Regions from separate parts of the Sus scrofa genome. Here region 2 is linked to region 1. Evidence: chromatin contacts called from public Hi-C data. All regions are on one chromosome and are shown on one strand. Each heading gives the region's core, a stretch centred on a gene start, on an enhancer-like site or on the middle of the called end of the contact. The rest is flanking DNA. Distances are from core to core; before and after follow the strand shown. Region 1 has its middle 62 kb from the start of ZNF236. Region 2 overlaps ZNF407 (zinc finger protein 407).

Region 1 (5,277 bases), core at 917-3,416:
CACTGTAGCGAGGGCGCAGTGCCTTCCCTCTGGAGCATCATGTAGGGGACAGGGGGGCAGGGCTCTTCGCAGGGACACAACCGGCTCCATTCTCTTTGCAGCGTGCTCACTGTCTCATAACTCCATTGTTGTCTCATGTTAGGAGAAAAGAATCATTGCTTATATAGAGACAGTATATTTATCTGACAGATATTGGTGCTAGAAGAACAAGAAAGATAGGAGCCTTGACCTAGTGCAGGAACGAAGCCAGTCACTAAGCTCCTTACTGATCCGCAAGTAATCTTCTCACCTAATTTTAGCCGAAAGGTTCAGCCTCCACAACCACCGCCCCTCCTTCTTACTCAAGAAATCATTTCTCCCTCCACATGCCTGTGAGGCGGTCCAATAGAAGGAAAATTGCTGAAAGCCCGGGAGAATGACCCGGATTGTCTTGCTGACAGGGAGGGGCTGGGGTCCAGACCCAGAAATCTGAGGGTAGGTGCTGGACCATCCCCAAGGTGTCCCTGTGCCCAGGAACCCCTCTTGGGGAAGGTCCACGTCCCCTGCTGTGTTCTCCCTGCTGGAGATCGTTCGAGCACACCCAATCGTGCACACTCAAACACACTCTTGAATCTACACACATCCCATCTCACATTCACATCCACGTGCACACACTCACACTCCTGCATTCACACACATCCAGTCTCACATTCATTCACACTCATGCACATTCACACACTCTCCCGCACACACGTAAGCACACTCACGCTTGCACGCATAGCCCCTCCATCCTCGGCCCCAAGAGTCTGGAACAAAGGATGAGACTTGATTTCCACATCTCATGGTTGAGAACGGACCCACTTAAGTTGTGTTTACAAAAGTTAAGAGCTGAGCCAAAGAAATGGTCCAGACAGAAAACCTACCACAGGGAACAGGATCCTTCCGACCCAGATTCCGCAGGAGAAGAGGAGCAGGGAGGGGGCCAAACAGCAGTTTCTTTCTCTGTCCCCCCTAACTGGGAAGTGTCTCCACAAGCACAGGCTGAACCTGGCCACCGAGGACACCTTAATTTTCTTGAAAATGGATATTGATCATGTCAGAAGGCATCACCAGGCAGTAATTCAACTCAATGGTCAAAAAGGCTGAAGCGATTGGACTCCTGTGTGCAAAGCGCATTCCTTGCTCTCAGATTGGAAGGTCAAATTAAAACTGGTCATCCAGGAGTCAGCTTCACGGCCCAGGTTTACAACCCAGACTCCTGTCACATGGTTGCAGAGGTCAACAACAGCAAATAAGTGCTCTGTAGTTTGGAGGAAAAGCAAGAACAAATATTACTTTAAGAACTAGAATTAGGAGTTCCCGTCGTGGCGCAGTGGTTAACGAATCCGACTAGGAACCATGAGGTTGCGGGTTCGATCCCTGCCCTTGCTCAGTGGGTTAACGATCCGGCGTTGCCGTGAGCTGTGGTGTAGGTCACAGACACGGCTCGGATCCCGCGTTGCTGTGGCTCTGGCGTAGGCCGGTGGCTACAGCTCCGATTAACCCCTAGCCTGGGAACCTCCATATGCCACGGGAGTGGCCCAAGAAATGGCAAAAAGACAAAAAAAAAAAAAAAAAAAGAACTAGAATTAAATTGCAAATACCAGGGACATGATTCCTATATCTAAAACCCATGTTATATTTAAACCCATAATTGGGTATGGCATGAATGTGGATTATTTTAACTTTATTATTTTTTAAGTCTCATTTGCAGGTGGCAAAGGATAATTATTGTGCAAGATAACTTGATCTTCTTGTTTATATTCAAGAACTAACTCGGATTAAAGTGATCTTTTAAAAGGGCTTGAATAGCAGAATAACTCAGTACTGGTGTCAGTTTGTCTTATTTCAATAATAGTCGCTATGGAAACAAATCACTGACCTATTTCTTTTCATACCCCCAAGTAAACAATAGGGTTTCCACTTTTCTTCGTATCCTGTTCCCTTTGGACAGGAGTTTCTGGTACAGGATGTTTCTAAAGTGCTTTTTACTGAAACCTATAGTTCTGAACTCCATGCTTATTTTAGTTATTATAAACATTCTCAGCCACATCATGGATTTCTACCATGGAAGGCGCCCAGGATGCTCAGCTTCATCCCTCAGAATCCTGGGCCCCCTTGGCAGGCGCTCCCTCGCCATTGCTCAGAGGTGGAGACTTTGCTGCAGGAGGCAGAGGCTGGGCCAGCATGCCCACATAGACTGCATGAAATGCCTGGTGTAATAAGTCAGCAGAGTTCCACATTAGTGTCTTTTCTCTCCATGCCGATCTTTGACTACAAACAGGAAAGTCACAGAAGGTCATTTTCCACACAAAGCTGCTGATTCAGGAAAGAACAAATGAAATATTAACATGTGCGTGCTCCCTTCCTTGTCCTCAACCCACATCCTAAATCCATTTTATATTTGGCTGAAGCCAGAAGTTGCTAAATATAGAAGTTGCTCTCTCCCCAGCACTCACAAGTGCCCCTGCTGGGCTGTCTCTGCAGCCACAGGCTGTAGTCACAGCAAAGAGAGGCACATCAGCCCTGTACCACGGACCACCCTTCATCTCCAAGGACACACTCTTGTGGAAATATCAGGAGGAAGTTTACCATGTTTAACTTTATTTATGGCCCGCTATTTTTATGACCTGTAAATCCCTCCTCTTCATTTGTTTATTGTGTGAGATGGAAAAATTACAGACATAATAAAAGGGGGAAAAGGCACACATACAAAATAAGTAAAAAAAAAAAAAAAAAAAAAGACACCAGTGACACATACTCCGAATGGTGCCGGACACAGCTGCAGAACTTTCCAAAAGAGCAGTAAAGAAGAGAAAACCACCAACCCTCTGTGTGTAACATACTTCAAATAATGAGAGTAAAATGGTCATGGTGATTAATTTCTCTGATGTGACAAATTTATTTTTTAATGGGATAAGTTCTGACCTAATATGGTTGGGCTCCAAATGTGCTGCACATATCTTGGGAAAGCTTTTTAAGGTTTCATGACAAACATTCCTTTTTTTATCTTTATGCTCTAACAGTGCCGCGATATTCCAAACGACCAGGTCAAAATGATACCAAAGTAGTTGTTTGGAAAGTGGGGAAAACATAACATGACAACTTGGTGGCGTGCTTGCAAACAGGGTTCCCATCCTCCAGGTCTTTCTTCATCTTTGCCCTTTCCACTGTGACACTGCAGCTCCTCCCCTTAGGAGGCAGAGTCGATCTTCACCCTTCAAATCTGGGCTGGCCCTTCAGCTCTCTCTGACCATCGAATATGGGGTAGTGATGATCTGATAGCCCTGAGTATATAAGCCTCATGAGGTCTTAGATATTTCCACTCTCTTAGGGCCTCTGCCATGAAAACAAGCCTCAGAGTGTATGCTGCAGGGTGCGGGCACAGGAGAGCTGACCCATAGCTGACCACAGAGACACAAGAGAACTCAACTCAGAAAATCATCTTCGTAGAGCCCAGTCTAAATTGCTGATCCACAGAAATATAGCAATATATATGACTCTTTTTTAAGCTACTAAGTGTGTGACTACTTTGTTACCCAGCAATAGCAACACCCTCATCCCTACTGTTATGCAAAAAACCCTAGTCAGAGAATCGGGAGACCTGGATCCTGGTCCTGACTCTGAGATTTTTAGCCATATGACCTTCAACAATCCCATTACTTTTCTGGGCATCAATTTCTTTGGTGATATTTTGCATACAAGATACTTCTAGCTGGAACATCTGTTTGAAAGAAACAGAGAAACTTAATTCTCATACACTTTGGTGTGAATGCCTATAAGAGGTGCATCTAATAAATCTAGTAACCTTACAAATATGCCACTTCACTCAGCAATTTCAATTCTTTGTCCTGCTATGGAAGTAAACACATGGATATACTAGTATTTATGTTCAAGGGTGTCTAGTATAGGATTATTTGCATTGCAAAAATCAAGAAATAACTTGCATGCCTATCAAGGAAAACGGCTGGGCAAATAGGAGTATATTCATACCATAATGTATTATGCAGCTATTTAAAGAACTCTCTGGAAGAATCTTTCATGACATATTTTTTAAAGTAAGATAAGTGAGTTTTGGGGTATAATACCATTTGTACCATTTTTAAAATAAAATTTTAAAAACTTTATGAGTATGTAGTTTTTATATAATTGTTCGGCCACCAGGAATGGTTCAGAAGGGTACAGACCAGGCTGATTGTCTAGATTGGAGGCAGCACTTTATAACGGCAAAAATGTTGAAATGACCTCAGGGTTTAGATTTAAGAGTTTAGTTAATTTAATTCTGGCACATTCATACACAGGCAGACCTTGAAGATAAACTGTGGGTTCAGTTCTTGATACCCTAATAAAGCAAATATTGCAATTAAGTAATTCACATGAATTTTTTTGACTTCCCAGTGCATGTAAAGGTTATGTTTGCACTGTACTGTGGTCCATTTAGTGTGCAATAGCACTATTTTAAAAGCAATGTACATACCTTAATTTAAAAATACTTTATTGCTAAAAATTTCTGTCACCTCAGCCTTCAGTGTATTGTCTTTTTGAATAGTAATATCAAACATCACTCATTAATGCCAGATCACCACAACAATCATAATAATAGTGAAAAAGTTTGAAATATTGTGAGAATTAGCAAAATCTGGCACAGAGATACAAAATGAGCAAATGCTGTTAAAAATAGCATTGATAGACTTAGTGGACACAAGGTTGCCGCAAACCTTCAGTCTGTTAAAAACAGGATATCTGCTGAGGGCAATAATGCAAAGCACAATAAAACAGGCTCTGCCTGTGCTGAAATAGTACTCAACTGTTAATAATAGCGGTATAAAATACATGAAAATAATTATATATCATGTATTAAAAATAATATTAACAAACACGACATAATACCAAGGGAAATAAAATGCATGATCTCATGCAATATGAAACTCTTTAAGATAGATACACACCAAATATCCACCAGTAATTTTTAATGTTCATGAGCCTATGAGCCTTCAAATTTTTCTAAATTAACATGTATAAAAGGGGGAAGAGATGGGGCAGAGGCAGAGATGTTTAGCAATTCAAAAGAGTTGAGTAAGTTCCCATCCTGGCTCAGTGATTAACAAACCCAACTAGTATACATGAGGACTCAGTTTTGATCCCTGGCCTCTCTCGATGAGTTAAAGATCTGGCATTGCTGTGATCTGTGTTGTAGGTCACAGACATGCCTTGGATCTCGAGTTGCTGTGGCTGTGGTGTAGGCCAGCAGCAATAGCT
Region 2 (5,277 bases), core at 1,092-3,591, 1.6 Mb after region 1:
AAAGATTGCAGTCATTTTAACCAAGGAAAGCAGTCTCCCATCATTTATCAAATCTTGCAACTTGACCAATGATGAATAAAAAAATCTATGTTTACCCACAGCCCTAACTGCTACCTTAGAGGTTGTTAAGCAACAAATTTCCTTTAAACTCCACCATATGCAAATCATCAGACACAATTTGCATTTTAAAGTATTTAACTCTACATATTTATTGGATTTTGAGGCCATGCTGATCATTGATTTATGTGCTTCTGGCAATCATATTTCCATATTTGTATGATTTTGATGACAGTAATAATTCAAATATGCAGAAAGTTGTTCTTTGAACAATATCTTTAATTACGTCCTCAAAGCATCATTGTTTTGCCTGGTGTCCTGACAAAAAGGGTTTGAAATAAGAAATGGCATAATAATCCAAAATGCATAGAAATGTATTTGTCATTTTCTGTATACTACCAAATGCACAGAAGTGACTTTTCACATTAACCAATCCTTAACCTTAAAAAGGCTACAAAGCCCAGCAAACTTGTCCCTAAATACTTTTATTAATACTGACACACTTTCACGACAAATTCAATCACAGTTCATAACATTTCTGTTCAAAATGCAAAACCTGCCCCATTTACTTTGCCGCTAACTCAGAAAGTTTTGCTGCGTGTTTCTTTATTGCAGTCATCACAAATTATGTGCTTTCTTATGAAAGCCATCAAGAAATATCATCATTAAAAGATTCACAAATGTTTTATCTATTTGTTTCTCAAACAAAACCATCAACCATAGCTCTGTAACCATTTTAAAGATAATATTAAGATGGTTTTACCATTCAATTATATAAACTTCATACAATAAATATTCTGACAAATACAAACATAGCCATGAATTTTAGCTAAGTAAAACTAATGTTACCAATTTCAAAATTAAGTAAAAGACAAACGTATATTTTTATTGCACAATTTTTTCAATTTCATAAACATACATTTTTACATGAATTTATCCTGTAATAACATCCTACATGGTACTTAAGCAACTCTACATATGTTAAGCATTTTCGACAAACAATGAAAGAGGTTTATTTTCTAAAACACAAAAGAATTTTCAAGGATAAAATAAATCACTGAAATCTAATCTTTAAGAAATACAAAAATTATTATGATATCAGAAAAAAGGCCCAAAACTTATGAGTATTAAGTTCTCCAGCTATTTCAAAAAATCTGTGATCTTTAAATACCCAAAGAATGCAAATTTGGGGAGAAAAATATTAACATGTGCTCAAATTTCCCCAGATGGATATATAAAAACCTGAAACATATTATATGTATAATATATTTTAACTACACAATTTAAAGCATATATATACACAGTCTTAAATTCCTACTAAAATTCACATTAGGTTACTTTTTAGATAAAGCTAAAATGTTTATTTATGGATATTTAGATCAAGCTTAGTGACTATCATAGTTGAATAAATGTTTTAATGAGAACATTCTAAGCAAGTTATCATGTAACATAAACCCAAGTCAGATTCAATCCTAAATGAATCTGAATTAGGAAGACAAACAGAAATATTCATAATCTCAGAATCATTCTAATTAAAGCAAAAATAGGTTAAAACAGTTTCTAAATAATTATTGTATGATTGCTTTTACATACACCATTTCTAATACAATCATATTAGATATTTTATACATCAAAGTTTTGCTTTATTTATTTTAAACTTAATTCAATATTCATTTAGGTAGTAACACTTTTCTAAGAGTTCTTTTACTCATTAAAACTGTAAAATCTTGCCATCCTCTAGGTATGTGAATAGCAGTGAGGAAAAATATATGACATTTACTAAAGAACTCAAGAAAATATAAAGACAAAATTGCTGTTCATATTGCAGTGATATTCCATTGCAGTGGGAGATAAGGTTACAGTAACTACACAAAGAAGAGGAAGAAAAAGAAAGGAATAGGAGGGAAGAAGGGGAAAGGAAAGAGAAGAAAAGAAGGGAAAGGAAGGGAGATGAGGAGGAGACCCAGACTGAGATGGGGGAGGAGGGGGGAAGTGAGGGAGGAATTGCAGGGACACTCCTTGACTCCCCCTAGTGGTAAAGCAAGAAACAGCATTGCAGGCTCTCCCAGCAGTCTGCACAGTATTTGTAGAACAAGGGAAGGACTGCTGCGGTGGTGTGTGTGATTCAGACAATGCCATCAACAGGAAGCCAAGAACCAAGTGCTCTGAAGGTGAACACTTTGGAGCCAGCAGTTGTCTCTCAGCTCGTGGTGTACATTTGGGCATATCCCACAGCAAGATCAACGAGGTAGGAGAGCCCATACGTTAATACCTGCTGAGGGCATCAGGCTGCAGGAGACCATGGTTAATGAGTAACTAGGTTTACCACATCAAACCTCATGCTCAGAGCAGCTTTCCTTTTCACTGCCTTTTTTTTTTTTTTTTTTTTTGTCCACAATAATGCAAGTGGACGAATAGGAAAGCACACAGAAATATATCTGTATTATGCTATTAATGTGCTTTTAAGCAACAAATATGAGTCAGAAAATCAGCGGTGAAGTAGGGAAATAAACTGGATTTTAAATCATCCAATGCTCTTGTATGAATCACAAACACTATATAAAAATCTGTTATAATCCTTTTTAATGTAATTACAGCAAAAAAAGATATATTTCAAGAGATTATTCTCAATTTTACAGCTTTCACAGGTTTGACCGAGATGAACAAAAGTAGGCTTTCCCCTGCAGTATTAACAACTAAGAAAATAAAATGAATAAGCAAACAGGAAGTTTACACAGATAAACAAAAAAAGCTAGTTCCAACACCTGACTAAAATTACTATATAATCGGAAAAGGAAAAACACACCTACAAACTCAATTGTGAGGAAAATTATGTATTAAAATAGTACATTCAAAACAAGTGTATCATTTAAGTCAAACTTCAGCACAGTAAAAAGCAATACGTGAAAACAACAGCTTGTATTAATAAAATTCAAATTATTCACAATCTAAAAGGGTATGTTAAATACATTAAGAGGATTTAAAAATTTGCCTCTGATTATATAAATATCAAGATACAAAAATAATAGTCTTGGTAAATAATCTCCACATTACTCAACAACCTCTCCCTCTGAGCCACGGGTCTACCTAACTCTGCTTCCCTTTCGGAGGTTCATTAAGGTGCTACCGGGACTCATTACTGTCTATCTCTTGCCCTGTCCCTTAATTGCCCTCTAGGCACTACCCTGTAATCACTGAAATGTTCTTAGCTTGGCCAGGTGCTCCCCAGGGCATCTGATACATCTCCACGGTTTAGGAATCAAAGTATACAATCAGTGTGTCCTGGTTCAAAACGCCAGAGGGGACAGGACTAATACTGTTTGCATTATTAAAATCTGTGTTCCTTGATCCTTTTGTAAACTTACATTACATGGTCCCAGGGTGGGGTCAAATATCCTTTGTCTTTTAAGGTTTTTACCCATCCGTAAAAAATGAATTGCATACAAAAAAATCCCTCTTATTTATATAAAATTTAAATGTCTTAGAAAAATCAGTTATTCTTATGTAAAGTAACCTGTGACTTGTAAGTCCCTTTGAATCACAAAGCTTTGTCTGAATATTCCAACTATCCCTTAACAAAATGTGTGAATGAAATTTCTTTTAATTAGTTTTGATTATGGTCCATTTCTTAATCAACTTCTATCACAATGATAAATATATACGTAAGCATCAGTAAAAAAAAAATGCAAACATAATTCATTTGTCCTAAGGGAAGAATGTAAAATTTATACATAAAATCTAAATGTGGGAAAAAAAACTCTCCTAGAACATTGGCATTATTTTTATAATCTGTATGGCTGAGGAAAATGTTATCAATAATAGATTTAACAGTTGTAGCCAGCCATATAAACTGGCAGTGGATTTTTAAAAAATGATCTAAAATTGCAGTCTCAATATCACATAAAACCCTCATTTCCACGTGTAAAATTAAAAGAAAAGGCTAAACCTTGAACCGCTTGGTTCAACCAATACCTGGAGGACATAAAATCACATTGATATATATGTACACACACACACACACACACCTCAAAGAAAAACAAATATTCAGTGAGAGAAGGTAGACAAATTATACAGTAGTCTTGAGGTGGAGCGAGAAAAGTCTCATCGTTTTCACATTTGGGTTGCATTCAAAACCCCCACATACACAATAAATTCAGACTCATTTACTCAGATATCGCAGTTATATTTATGGATGAGGGTGAAAAGTCAATAATGATACTTATCACCTCGGTGCTATGCTTACAAGCTATTTCTACAGCCTAGTGGACAGATACATGTCTACTTGTAATGCAAATTTTAAGTACTTTATAAACTAATACATATTTTTCCAAATAGAAAGCTTATAGTTATATTATTTTTGCTTAACTAAATTATGTATCTGTGTAAGATATTTAGTATAGATCCAGATTAATGAAAAAGCCCTTATTTTTTAAAATACATACATATATATTTGAAATAATATATAATGAAAGCCAGTAATTAGACAACACAAGTGATAAATGACTCAAGTGCTTCAATTTAGAAGCTAAAATAAATTTAAAAACAAAATGACTGGATTTAGGAAAGCCATAACTTATGGAATTTATAAGGACTCTTATAATAGTATCCTTTTTACATAACTTAGTAATTACTAGTACTCCTCATATAATACTGAATTTTAAAAAGTAAATAATTTGTGACAAAAGAAAATAATGGCATTACTACACATTGCTCAAAAAGGAAAAGTGAAAATACCACTTTTCAATCATTTTAAAAAGATGTTCTTTAAAAAAAAAATAATGACACTAGATGACTAAGCACATGAAATAAGAAAAATGTACAGGGCAACTCATTTATAGTAATTCAACCTTCATCTTCTGATTTAGTTACTGTGAAAAATCTATTATAAGTTCAATTTGGTAGTGAACTGTAGCCATCTACTGGAAATGAACAGTTAGAGCAAATGTTTAATATCATGTTTCTCTCTAAGAAACCAGTATTCTTTGTGCTTAATTTAGTGGACTAGAGAAATGAACAATCCTAGGTGTAGTAAGATAAAATTTAATTTATTATATCAGCCTCACAATCTCAAATCTGTAAAGATATATGAGTTAGTGGTTTAATATGTTATTTTTAATACAACTCTATGTATAAATAGCTTTCTATCACTAAGAGATTTTCTTGGTCTATTAACCTACTTTTCCCAAGCCTCACATTCTTAGATCATGTAGCCATGCAAAT

Evidence for each region. A called contact is a pair of places that touch in the nucleus more often than the background predicts.
Region 2: a contact with region 1 is called in a Hi-C map of embryonic fibroblasts, with 2.9 times the contacts expected there. The contact joins two enhancer-like sites. A contact is called at or near these places in 3 of 47 Hi-C or Micro-C datasets (brain, embryonic fibroblasts and epiblast stem cells) and 1 of 2 datasets of contacts at active chromatin or transcription factors (alveolar macrophages).

What each region holds. Positions count from the first base shown.
Region 1 is chr1:147,841,090-147,846,366 of Sscrofa11.1, forward strand. No RefSeq gene overlaps it. Among named protein-coding and RNA genes, the nearest start is that of ZNF236, 62 kb to the left of the region's middle. Within about 2 kb of position 2,167, at least 15 of the 83 cell types and tissues checked have an H3K27ac peak or open chromatin away from gene starts, as enhancers often do. A contact at or near this core is called in embryonic fibroblasts, where this site is marked.
Region 2 is chr1:149,459,535-149,464,811 of Sscrofa11.1, forward strand. The region is part of intron 3 of ZNF407 (zinc finger protein 407); the gene reads right to left. Among named protein-coding and RNA genes, the nearest start is that of ZNF407, 55 kb to the right of the region's middle. Within about 2 kb of position 2,342, at least 15 of the 83 cell types and tissues checked have an H3K27ac peak or open chromatin away from gene starts, as enhancers often do. A contact at or near this core is called in embryonic fibroblasts, where this site is marked.